Regions from separate parts of the Danio rerio genome. Here all the other regions are linked to region 3. A link is a contact called in public HiCAR-type and Micro-C data. All regions are on one chromosome and are shown on one strand. Each heading gives the region's core, a stretch centred on a gene start, on an enhancer-like site or on the middle of the called end of the contact. The rest is flanking DNA. Distances are from core to core; before and after follow the strand shown.

Region 1 (4,232 bases), core at 482-2,981, 130 kb before region 3:
AAGTCAGGAGATGCACAAATTAGTATTTCTTGTCATTATTCCAAATTTTTACAACAAACAAGCATATGTTTTAATATATATTTATAACCGCGTTCATGTTTTAACATCATTTTTTAAAATAAACACGCTAAAATAAAAACTTAAAGGTCTATAATCCATAATAACTTCTGTATAGTAGTCCAAAATAAAAATAAAATAGTGCAAAAATAAAATTGTGATTGCACCTTTCTGAACCCAAAGTGTTCATAACCATCAAGCAGTAGAAACCGTCATAATGAAATGTAGTTTCATTAGTAACTATCATGAACTAATAGTAATTACCAGTACCAGTAATTACCAGTTTACCACTACAGTTTACCGCTACAGTAAACTATAGATATACACACATATACTGTAGTAGTATATCAGCAAGCAGTAATGCACCAAAAAATGTGTTGTCGACCACCGAAAAACAGGAAGAAGAAGAAATCGTCATTATCGCCAACATTTGGGTTTACTTTCATCGGCTAGACACTGGCCTCACAGTAGTAAATTTCCGAATAAAATCGCGGGAGCGGTCGGTAACGGGTTTAATTTGGGACAGGAGCGGCTCACTCCCGACTCCCGAGCGAGCACGCGTATGTATGTGTGTAAATGAAACAGCGCGAAGCTGTGTTTAGCTTATTTGCTGCTGTGTGTGTATGTGTGTGTGTGCGCACGCGTGAATGTGTGTGCGCGTGTAAATGAGAGAGAGAGCTTTGCATGTGTGTGTGCTTGGGTGTGTGTGTGTGTTTATACAGACAGCTTTTTATAGGCTGTCTGGACTCTGTATAGCTGGTTGGTTTTCGGTTTTGTTCTCCCCCCTGCACTTTAGCAGGATCAGGCGCGGCAGGTAGAAAACGGGGTGGGTCAGGCAGCGGGACAACAAATGCTGAATGTAAGCGGGAGCGGTCGGGTTCAGGCTAAAACCTGGCAGGTGCGGGATTCAAAATTTAGTCCCGCGCAGATCTCTACCTCACAGCTATGCGATTGTTTGTGCCGTCACTTATTGCTCCCCGATCTGTAAATTCAGCTTGAGTGGACACTACTGTGCTACTTGCTTAAAATAACTGCTTCGTTCCTGTAAAGCTATTTTATTTAGAAAGTAGCGATGCTGTAGCTACACTATTGAAAAATGTAGTTAAGCTAGGAGCGTCACTACTGCCCAACACTTGATTGTATTTTATTTTAATATAAATAATACATTTTTATAGAACCTAAATGTATATGTATGCAATGGATTTTGTTTGTTGTCTAAAAAAAAAAAAAAAGAACAAGTGAAAAGCTGTTTGTACTGCATGTTTCATATTTAACATGTTTAATGAAAACACCTTTGAGGAAAAATAAAAATAAAATAATAATTATAAAAATATTATTTCGATATTACTGAGTTGACCAGGACACTTAATGATTCCAGATGAAATTCTAAATAAGACACCTAAAACAATTGCAAGAGCATGCCACCCAGAAGCACAGGATTATAAACTGCCAAATGACTTCCATCACATGTACCCTCTCCTAACACCTTTCTGAGTGGCTCCTTCATGAAGGGATTCAGTTGCTCACTTTTATTTGGAATGATCCTATGTGTGGTGTCCCCTTCAAAGGCACAAAAGCACCATTTGGAGTTAGTCCAGAGACAGAGGCAGAGAGAGAGAGAGAGAAAGAGGGGAAGAGTCGTGACGTGACTGAAGTACAGAACATGAGAGTGGAAAAAACAGGAAGAACCGCCAGCCGCCTGCATCTGTCTCTGCCTGGGGGTTCTTCAGACAGTGAACGTGCTGTGCAGGTCAACAACATAAAAGGCTGCTTGGCGATACATACACTATGTGGTAAAGACCAAGGTCAAAACAAGAACATATAAAAGTGCTATTGGCTAGCTTAGAAGATTGTGTCCTATAGTGTTTAACCATATTTGTTCAATTTTCGATCTTCTATCGATCAGATGTTCAGATTTAAAGGCATAGTTCACCTAAAAAATAAAAATACTCAGCCTCAAGTGATTATAAACCTTTAATTGTCATGTCTTATTTAACACAAAAGAAGATATTTCGAAGAAACTGAAAAACTGTAACTAATGATATCCATACAGGACCCATGACAGGCTTTCAGCTTACTTCAAAACAGGGTTTCTGCAGGTTTCACTAAGTTAAATTTAAGTCTTTAAGACATTTTAAGACCATTATGAATGACATTTTAGACTCATATAGGGCCAAATGCTAAGGAGTTTTTCGAATGGCCCAGATGGAAAATATTTTTATTTGCCCCATCAAAAACCTTATTATAATTAAATAAGTTTAAAAATACAATAATAATTAAAAAAATATTTTAGAAATTTCTTAGCAAAATATTTTAAATATTGAGTCAAAACAAGCAAGCTTGTTTGAAACAAACTTTTTTCAACAATTAAAAAAAAGGATAAATGTTTTTTTAAGTTTTAAAAACTATAATAAAGTAAATGTATGCACAACAGTCTGTCCAGGTCAAAAGGTTTATTGAGATGGATTGTTGGTGATTGTATGGATGTCATTGGCCAGATTGGGTAGCATAAACAACAGAAAATTAAGACCCGTTTAAAAAAGGTTTTAAGACCTACAACACAATATTTCAGTAGATTTAGGACATTAAGACTTTTTAAGACCCCACAGATACCATGTCAAAATATCTTCTTTTGTGTTCAACTTAAGAAAGAAACTCAAGCAGGCTTGAATAAGTGAAGGATGAGTAAATGAAAGAACTTCCATTTTTGGGTGATCAATTCCTTTAACTCCTCATCCCAAGCTAAATGTGACATGTCAAATTCTGGGTCTCAAGAGTTTTTGTTTTATTACCAAACACAGTCTAAAGTGACAGAATCAAAAAATCAGACTATACCTGATACTACTCTGCTGCATTTTCCTTTAAACAGAATAAAGTGTGTACATCACTTCTAGAATCATTTGGTTAATAATTTCATGAGACATAATTTGCTAAACAAAAACTACAAATTCAATTATATGTATAAACGGAGTCAGATCACTTAGGAACATTTTTTTGTAAAATAACATGTACTTTAATTCTGCTTGTGTTTTATGGGATTTGCATTGATATTTACATATCATATTTAGTTGTTTTTGCTCATTAGAAACAACTGTCTGTGGGATTACAGCGCAAAACTAGCATCCTTAATGTCTTAATGACCAGCATTCCTGATGACTGAACCTTTTAGACCCCATATACCCAAAGATCTCTTTTTGCCAACCCTATTATGAGTAGACAATGCTGAATTTAAGAGTAAACAGGATCTGAAACATTCAGTCACAAAAGGCCATTAACGGCGGTCTACTGACCAAACGTGTTAGTTTTGGGTGGGGCATCTTGTGAGAACACACACCTCAAAACAAAGTTTTGTTTTGTATTGTTCCAGTGTATAAATACAAAACAGATTATAACCTGTGACACATCTCATTCATTAGCTTGCTTGTACCGTAAGCTATTTGTCATGGGTTCATTTATTCAACAGTGACTGTGCTGCAGACTGAAGACTCCCACAAAAGTGATATGACAATATATCAACTGGGTAAAAGACCTCAATGAAATCCAAACACATGCAGTTATTAGGGATGCAATTGAATGTTTGTTAACAAACAAAATTCATACTCAAATAAGGAACAGATTGTCTGTTTAGACTTGTATTTACACGAGTGTAAATCAAATGCCTAATCTGTATTTTAAAAGAAAAGTTTATGATTAAGAGTCAGGGTAAGGTGTTTATTATATCAATAAAGCAGAACTATTCTCATTTACACTCAATAGGGTATTATAACATACTGTTTTATAAAGTAGCCTTAATATTAAGTAAATATTTGACACTAATTACTTATAATATATAATAGCATCTCAACTAGGCATGGGACTATAACCATTTTCAAGGTATACCGCGGTTTGGAAAAGTCAAGGTTTTAAAACTAAAAATTTTCTGCTATAGCGTATAGCGTTTTTATTTACTTTTATTTTTAGGACAACAAGTATCTTCAGCAGAAAATACATACAAAGACGCCATTTTAAATTGTAATGAAATCAGTGTTTTTGAAACAAATGAAGACGGCAGAAGTCGATTTATTTGAATTATTTAGCCTGAAATGTTTAGCTACTGTTCCAAAACATTTTAAATCTTTCTCAAAACAAAATATATTGTGTTTAAAAGGGAAAGAAGTTTTTGTTTTAACCCAGAG
Region 2 (3,949 bases), core at 1,353-3,852, 160 kb before region 3:
TGTTCATATCTCCTCAAGTTCACACTTTTCTCAGAGTGGTTAGGGAAGATGTCGTACGACTTACATTTTGCAAACACGTAAAAAATGTATTGTTAAAGACTTCAGGTAAGAGGTGAACGTCATCTTTATATTTATTTTATAGGGAAGAATGCGGCGCTGCGCGGAAGGACTTTTTTTCTTTTCATCAGTTTTCAGAGAGGTAAGAGGGGTTATTCATGAATTAGAATTGTTTTGTTATATTTTTTATTTTGTTTGGCTTCACTATTGTCCCCTTACTCGAGTTTAACTAAGTTTTGTTTGATACTTTGAATTTGCTAAACTTTATTATTTTTTATTAGTGTAAATGTTGTAGTGTAAATATCCTTAATGCAGCCTGTAGAGCAAGCTTCAAGTGTTCATTGGGATATGTTTGAGATTGTGTTGTCTGTCATACCTTTCCTCTGTCTTTTCGGGGGTTTTTTCTCGTAAGGCACGGCTTTCGAAATGACATGAGACTCTGCTGGGTAGTTGCCCTGGTTTACCAGCACTTGTTTAGGTCTGTAATTTCTTAGCATTTTCATAAGGGTGGTGTTGTTTTAAATGATGAAACAGGCTTGTGGTGTTGCCTGCTTTTGATGACACGAGTCGTCTTGCGCAGTTTTCAGTGCACGTTGCTGATTTGTGTCGGACAGCAAAAAACTAAGTAGCTCAAGACTGAGGTCTAGTGACGTTTCTTGTCAACAATGTCTGTGACTCTGACCTTTTTTACCTTATTTTCTTACACCTTTAAGTACAACTATGGCTGTAAACTTGTACAGCGTGCGGCATCCTGAAGGGCAAACTGCAAAATGCTTGCGCAATGTTACGCATAGTGCGTAAATATTATCGAGCAATTATCGAACTGTCATTATCGTTTTATCGAAAAAAATATATATCGCGATAATTATCGATATCGAATTATCGCCCAGCTCTAGTGTAACGCACACTGTCTGACTGATTTAATTTAAAGTCAGATAAGTCTGATGTTCTGATTGCCATTTACAAATGAATGGTCTTGGCTTTTTCACAGATTTACTGTACTGCACTGTTATTGTAGCAGGATGGAAACATCTGTTTAAAGGACTACTGGAATATAACTACAGTCAAACAATAGCATTTGTGCATTTTTTATATGGAAATAAGGTGGCATGCATTGTTTAAACATTATTTTGATTATCTGAAAGCATGACCCTATGTTCACAGTTTTATTTAAATAAACAAGTCAGATGATATTTTAAGATGTTATAGTTATACTCAAATTAAACGCATGTATTCTATTTTGAAAGTCAGAAAATAAAACTGGTTTCATGATTTGAGGTTACCCATTATAGCAAGAACTAAACTCTATAAATCTGTCATAATATTACGAAAAATATATATATTATTTTCTTGACTTTTTGTAACCTTTCAACAGAAAAAAGGGCTAGTTTGAGATCTGGTTCTATATTCTCTCAAATGCTACAATCTGCAATAAAATTTTAAAGAAATAGAGATTTGACATTTATCGTGAACATTATTGATATTGACTGATAAAAACAAATTTATCATGATAATTTATTGGCCATAATGCCCAGACCTAAGATTGACAACTGAGTCTCACTTGCATTTTTACGTAGGTTACAGTAAGTCAAAAATCAAAAAGGTCAATATTCACACTTCTGTTCTATTGGGCCCTATGTAAATAAAAACAGACGTTTTCCCCCTGTGCATAAGCTCCATATTCTCACTTAATCAATGTAAGGTTAAATCACAAATGTCAAAGCTGGTTGAAACTGATTGAAAGTTCATATAGCTTAACCGTGAGAAAGTCACAATTCTTGCTCACCTGAGTCCCTTCCCCTGGAAGAGTCCTGCATGACCCCGGTAACTGAGATGACGATGCCAATGAGGTCATAATTCACTCAAAAACTGGGGAGAAAAAACAACATTTATTTTCAGATCAACGCCAACGTCTGTTTTATTTGTGCAAACTAGGGCTGTGTTTCAATTCCAAGTAAACTGTCAATGCAGACAGCATTTCTGGACTTCACAGACGTTTTCTCGTTCGAATCGTGCTCAAAAACTCAAGAAAAACGCAATACGTGTCAATAATTTATAAAGTGCATGCAAGCACATGCTAAACATGCTTAAAATAAATAAATGCATTTATTTTCTTGATGACGTCACATTTTAGCCTTTAGCTAATGACATAACTTTCAATGCGCGTGAAATAGAACATGCTGGACACCAAAATGACTTTACTTACCATTCTCCTAGTTCTGGCATGTGGGTAATACGGTAAATTGTAATAACTGGTTGGATAAGTTTTAATCCATCGTGGTTGAAACGAGGATGCTAAGCTAACGTAGGCGAGCTATTAGCGCGCGACATTTAGAAGCTGTTAACATATAACTTCAAGTAAACCTCGCGTGAACGCGCAGGCAGTGTATTCACACTCACCGTGTTATCTGTAAACGATTACATGGTTTCCATTTATTAAGGATAAGCGTTTGTGTAAAGAAAGGGAGACGTGTGTGTGGGTATTTCTTGTAGAACAGTTGAAGTTGACGTAGTGTATGTCGTCACGTCAGCACGGTTGCCAGGTCTCGCGCAGTTCCCCTTTTCGAAATTTAAGAGTGTACCTAACGGGGGCGCTGTAAGTTGTGAGTCAGTAAGTTTTTCTCTCAATACCTCAGAACATACAGCAAAATCACTTTTTTTTGTAGACTGAAATGTATATAATCAGGAAAACTGTGTATGAACATGTGCTTCTGTGAAAACAGAAGCACATGATTAGATTACAGATTGCATTTATTTTTACCTAGATTACAGATATGAAGTTTGGTGTATCTAGCTACTGTATGTGCTGCTGAAATGGGGATTTATAGCTCAATGCTGGAAAAAAAAGAAAACTTTCCAATAATATGTGTAATTTAAATAATGATTAAGTCTAAATAAACAAATTCAATAAAAGCCAGAGAATAGGTTAATAAGTAGTAGTACAAAGTCTGGACCTGAAGAAAGCCTTTGACACAGACCACGGTTAATCACAGTATCTTACTAAATAAATGAAGAGTTCAAAATGTCAGCAGAAGCCTTACAGTGGTTTATGTCTTATTTGGGTAGGAGACAACAATGTGTGAGGGTCAATGGGTTCTATGCGTTCTAACAATATGGGAGTACCTCAAGGGTCTGTTGTTGGCCCATTGTTGTTTACAATGTACATAAAAGATCTTCCAGGCTGCTGCCCGGGGGTTAACTGCCAGTTATATACTGATGACACAGTCATCTATGTGTGTCCTAAAACATCTTGCTGGGCAGGTAAACAATGGAGGCTTTACAACATATTTCAAGATGGCTTGAGCTGTCTAATTTAACGTTGACTGTCAAGTAAACAGTTTCTATATGCTTCTCGGCCTGTAATGGATACAAGGTGCTGATTAAAATAAGGGTGTTAAAAAAGTAAATGAATTTAGGTATTTTGGCATAACTAGACATTCATTTAAATTTTGATAGTCATATTAAGCCAAGTCTAAACTGTTATTGTTTTATCAAGTTTTTAACATATCAAACTGCAAAATTATACTTGCACACAATGTTATTCTCTCACTTGACATATTGCATTACATCGTGGTCACAAGCTTCTTTGACTACATCAAAGCCTATTGAATTAATATATAAACAAGCAGTTACAATTATGGACTTATATGCGATGGCATCATTGTGATGTTTTATGTAAACATAACCATTTTAGTTTTGATGGTTTTATTAAATGTAATTATCTTAAATTGGTTTTTAAATTTTTAAATAATTGTGTTCCAGTGCTGTTTTCTGATTTAATCAGTAGGCATCAAACCTCTCACAGAGTCACACTAGCAACTGCTAATGGTGACTATTGCCAAAATGTAAGACCTCATTTGGTCAATCTGTTTTAAAGGGAGCCAAATTATGG
Region 3 (4,461 bases), core at 821-3,320:
GACGATATTGCTGTCTTTAATAAAACGTTAATGACCCCAGGAGTCACAACACATGCATGTTGTTTTTTTAAACGTAACTATTAACTACTATTATGAATTTCTGTGGGCTATGGATAAGATATGCTCATTTAAATAGTTTAATAAAATTTATTTACTTTCTGGAAAGCACCATGTGATTCCTGAGGGGTCCCTACCCCCACCACTTTGGGAACCACTGCACTAGTTAGTCAATGAGAATATTTCTGGAAAACGGCAATCCAATTCAATCTAATTTTGTTTGAAATGACATCACGCCATGAAATCAAATGAAATTACATCAGACATCATGCCTTTCTTCAATTTGACTTGAAGCATTTTAGACATTTTAGCTACAGAATTCCTACAAAACGTTGCACTATATCTGGGAAAATAGGATATTAAACATATCCTGACCTTTATGAGTCAAATGTTCTCAAGAGATTCATGTTTGTACATAATGCACAAAGCACACAAAGGACGTTTGTCAACATGACACCATAATCAGTCTCAATAAGGAAAAACAAACAATGGAAGTCAGTTACTGAAGCACCCCAACGTGCTAAAAACTTATTTTATGCATTACACCTTTTTAACAGCAAACTGTTAAAGTGGGTAATGTCGTGTTTTAAGCTCATTTCAGCACCTCTCAGACTGTCACGACTGCAAGTCACGGTTTTCATCTCTTCAGGCAGCTGAAGCCAACAATCACAAAGGAACCTGAAGGTGACGAAGAACTTCAAACCCCTGAAATCATACACGAATGTCCATACTTAGATATAACCCAAAACAAAAAAAAAAGCATGTGTGCCTCGAGTTCGTCTCTTTCTGACACATCCGGGCAGGTTTTGATCTCCTCACAGGACAGAGCATCGAGCTCCTGACTGGGAACAAATTGCAGGGTTTCCCCTTCGACGCAATAGCGCGAGGACACACCCAGAGAGGCGCGAACGAGGCGCGGTGGACGTTACTCAAGGGGGTGACGTCAGAGGATCGACTGATTACCTCTTCATCAATCAGCAAGAGAGCCTCTTTGCTCTTCACATAAGATGTACCCATTCATATATGCCCATTAAAACCATCCTATTAGCCAGTAGAGCAAAACGTGCACTTCTCAACGTTATATGACTGCGGTGTCAGGAATGGTGGTGGAGTGACATTAAATCACACATAAAATCAATTGCGAAAAAAATAGGGGTTAAATGCAGCAGTTATGTGCATTACCACTAGCAAACGAATAAATTGCTCGAGGCGCAAAAAATGAACACTTGTAACAGGCAAAACATGTCTCGTGAGCAAATACGGCGAGGTTCAGAAGAAGAGCACAACAGATTACAAGATGGAACATGCACACGCACACCTGTGGATGGCAAAACATAAGAAGGAAACAAGGTTAAATAAACAGAATAAGAAAACAACAAGATTGAACAAACCTACCTTAAGGCTGGAGGGTTGTCAGAAAGAGTGAATGCCACACATGGGACGTTCCTCCTCATTCAGTGCATCGAGAAACAAGCCTTCTCCTCAAAAACAAGCCCTCTCTTCAAAACTCCCAATGATGAAAGACGCAAAAGGTCTCTAAGTAAACGCTTACACGGATAGGCAATGTCTTTCGTCGCTTGCAAACCGTGTTTGTTTACTCTGCATCTGGAAAGTAACTTTGGAATTGGTGCCAGTCAACCAGCAGGATGGAATTATCGTTAGTCGCCTTTCCTACATTTAAAATGCGACCTCCGAGTTAAGTCTAAAACACGTAGAAACTTCTTATCACGAGGTTTAGAAGTAAAAAGCCCGTCTGCTCGAATCCAATCCAACAGCCTTTTCTTGTCCAGAGAAAAAGGGAAATAATCACAAAAGAGATAGAGGTATGTTCCGCGTTGGTTACGGAACGCAAACGCAACAGATCCAAGTTTTGTTTGGTTTTAAATCTTGTTTTCTGCGTGTTAACTGCTCTGTTTGTTTCGCCGCCGTTTAACCGCCGGGAAAAGTGCGGATAAACGCAACCTTTCACCGCGCGACGAAAAAGACAGTTTCAATCACTGGTTGCCGTGGCTGGAAATCGAAAGAGGGAAGATAGAGATTCAGTCTGAGGGTAGGGAGAGCTGCGGCGGAGAGAGGGAGGGAGGGATCAGTCATTTAAGGTGGATCATAAGGAATATCGCAGCAAATGAATGGTCGGATCCTGGAATTCCCGACACCCCGAGTTGCTAGACAGGATATATTATAAAGAGAGAAATGTGACTATAAAGCGCAGTGGTGCGACAGTGTGTGAAGTATTGATTTGTTATTTTGATGGCTTGTTGGGTTTGCAGATAGGTGAAGAGTCTTTTTTTTTGTTTGTTTTTGTTTTTCAATAGCGTTGTTTTTTTCCCCAAATTTCTGTTTAACGGAGAGTATATTTTTTTCAACACATTTCTAACCACAATAGTTTTAATAACTCATTTCTAATAACTGCTTTATTTTATCTTTGCCATGATGACAGTAAATAATATTTAAGTAGATATTTTTCAAGACACTTCTATATTGCTTGATATTTAAAGGCCTAAGGTTAACAAGGCAGGTTAGGGTAATTAGGTAAGTTGTTGTGCAACGATGGTTTGTTCTGTAGACTATCGAAAAACATATAGGCCTAGCTTAAAAGGGCTAACGTTAATAATTTTAACCTTAATTTTTTTTTTCAAAAATTAAAAAATGATTTTATTCTCATCGAAATAAAACAATTAAGACTTTCATCAGAAGAAAACATATTATCAGACATAGTGTGAAAATATCCTTGCTCTGTTAAACATAATTTGGGAAATATTTAAAAAAGAAAAAAATCAAAGGGGGCTTATGATTCTGACGTAAAATGTATATAAGTACATCTCACTCAATTCTATCTTTTAAATTAATATTTTTAATGTGAAGCTACACAATATTATATATGTGCATATACATTTGATTAGTCAGTACTAAAGCCAAATCTTTTTTTTTAATGCACCAAAACACATTGTCTATATTCCCTGAGAAATGGATAAAAATATTAATTGAATTTAATGTATTTTTAAAGTTAATTAACAACAAAATAAATTGAGCTTGGCACTATAACAAGCTAGTTTTTTTTTTTTTCAAATCTCTAAAACACATGTTCTTTTAAAAAAAGGATTCACTAACAAGTTTCAACTGAAGGACTACAACTACCACAAGGATTCAAGTTTGCATATTTGATGTGACAGATGACTAGGCCCACACGGAATCTGCGCGCGCAGAATTTTCCGCAGATTTTCCGCAGATTTCTGCAGATTTTTAGCCCATTATTAATTCTGTTTATTTACTTGAGTAAATGTGTAAATCTGAATTTATTCAGTTTTTATACAGTAATTTATTGCTTTTTATTTAGTATATTAAGATTTTAGTTATGATACTCCGCTGGATTCTCCCAAAATAATTTCACAGAAATCTGCAGATTTTTTCCAAAATTTTCCGCAGAAATAGCAAAAAACGTCCGCAGAATCCGTCTGGCCCTGCAGATGGCTTTGGTAGTCCGTATTTAGCATCAGGTACTTCACTCCAGTGCAATAGATAGCAGAATTAAATTTTAAGTTGGTTTATCAATCTTCACTGAATGCAGATGCAAAATAACTTAAATGAAATGGCTTTAGGGGCCTTTCCAAATACTCACACCTTCAGTCAGAAAGTGACAGTTGCATGATGGTGTGCAGTATGGAGGGTTGTTTGCATTGCACTTCACCTTGGCAGTTTTTAGACCCTGAGTAACCCATTTTTTTAATAAGTATCAAAAAAGGGTACTGTAAACTAATTTACTCAAGTTTCACACCTGTGTGTGTGTGTGTGTGTGTGTGTGTGTGTGTGTGTGTGTGTGATTCTAATATTATAGTATAGCTTATTAACTGAGAATTGTAACATGATACAAGAGGCTTTTAGTCAAATAGGCCTACAGTGAACAAACATCATTTTATTCTGTCCAGACATGTGATCTCATAAGTGTTTTGAAACTAAGCTCACTCTGGCTTCCCCAGTGAACCAGTAGCCCACAGGTGGCCCATTACTGTTTGGTAGCCATGGTTACCTATAATTCTGTCATTATTGCATACTCTTAAAAGGGTGACTGCACCATGTCTTCTGAGATTTTTATAGATGTTTTTATTCCTCGGATGGTTATGTGACTTTAGCCTCTATATAATGAGGCTGAGGCCTTATGTCTTTCGCAATCAATGTGTCATTGGCACCATTTGGATTTCAAAGAAAAGTAGTTCTGTTAGAAAAGAAAAATCTATGTCTTTCAGAGATAATTGTGCACAAATATTATACTGATTTTTCAGGAAAATGACAAAGCATGTTTATTATGTAACTAGGATTGAAGGTTTTGGCAATATAGCATTAATTAGCATTAGAGATGTCCCGATCAGATTTTTTTTTGCTCTTGAGTCAGTTGATTTTGAGTTT

What was found. A called contact is a pair of places that touch in the nucleus more often than the background predicts. HiCAR-type assays count read pairs that join an accessible place to other places.
Region 1: a HiCAR-type map of caudal fin shows a contact between it and region 3, with 4 times the contacts expected there. The contact joins the enhancer-like site here to the promoter of atp2b4 in region 3.
Region 2: a Micro-C map of caudal fin shows a contact between it and region 3, with 4 times the contacts expected there. The contact joins the promoter of mdm4 here to the promoter of atp2b4 in region 3. A contact is called at or near these places in 4 of 18 Hi-C or Micro-C datasets (caudal fin, embryo, hematopoietic stem cells and 1 more) and 3 of 4 datasets of contacts at active chromatin or transcription factors (caudal fin, embryo and gastrula embryo).

What each region holds. Positions count from the first base shown.
Region 1 is chr11:25,037,505-25,041,736 of GRCz12tu, forward strand. No RefSeq gene overlaps it. Among named protein-coding and RNA genes, the nearest start is that of mdm4, 22 kb to the left of the region's middle. Within about 2 kb of position 1,732, at least 12 of the 62 cell types and tissues checked have an H3K27ac peak or open chromatin away from gene starts, as enhancers often do. A contact at or near this core is called in caudal fin, where this site is marked.
Region 2 is chr11:25,015,038-25,018,986 of GRCz12tu, forward strand. mdm4 (MDM4 regulator of p53) reads right to left here and starts at 2,603. Exons shown (of 11, transcript NM_212732.2): 1 at 2,458-2,603; 2 at 1,844-1,926. The coding sequence starts at 1,912.
Region 3 is chr11:25,170,711-25,175,171 of GRCz12tu, forward strand. atp2b4 (ATPase plasma membrane Ca2+ transporting 4) reads right to left here and starts at 2,071. Exons shown (of 6, transcript NM_001077467.1): 1 at 1,453-2,071.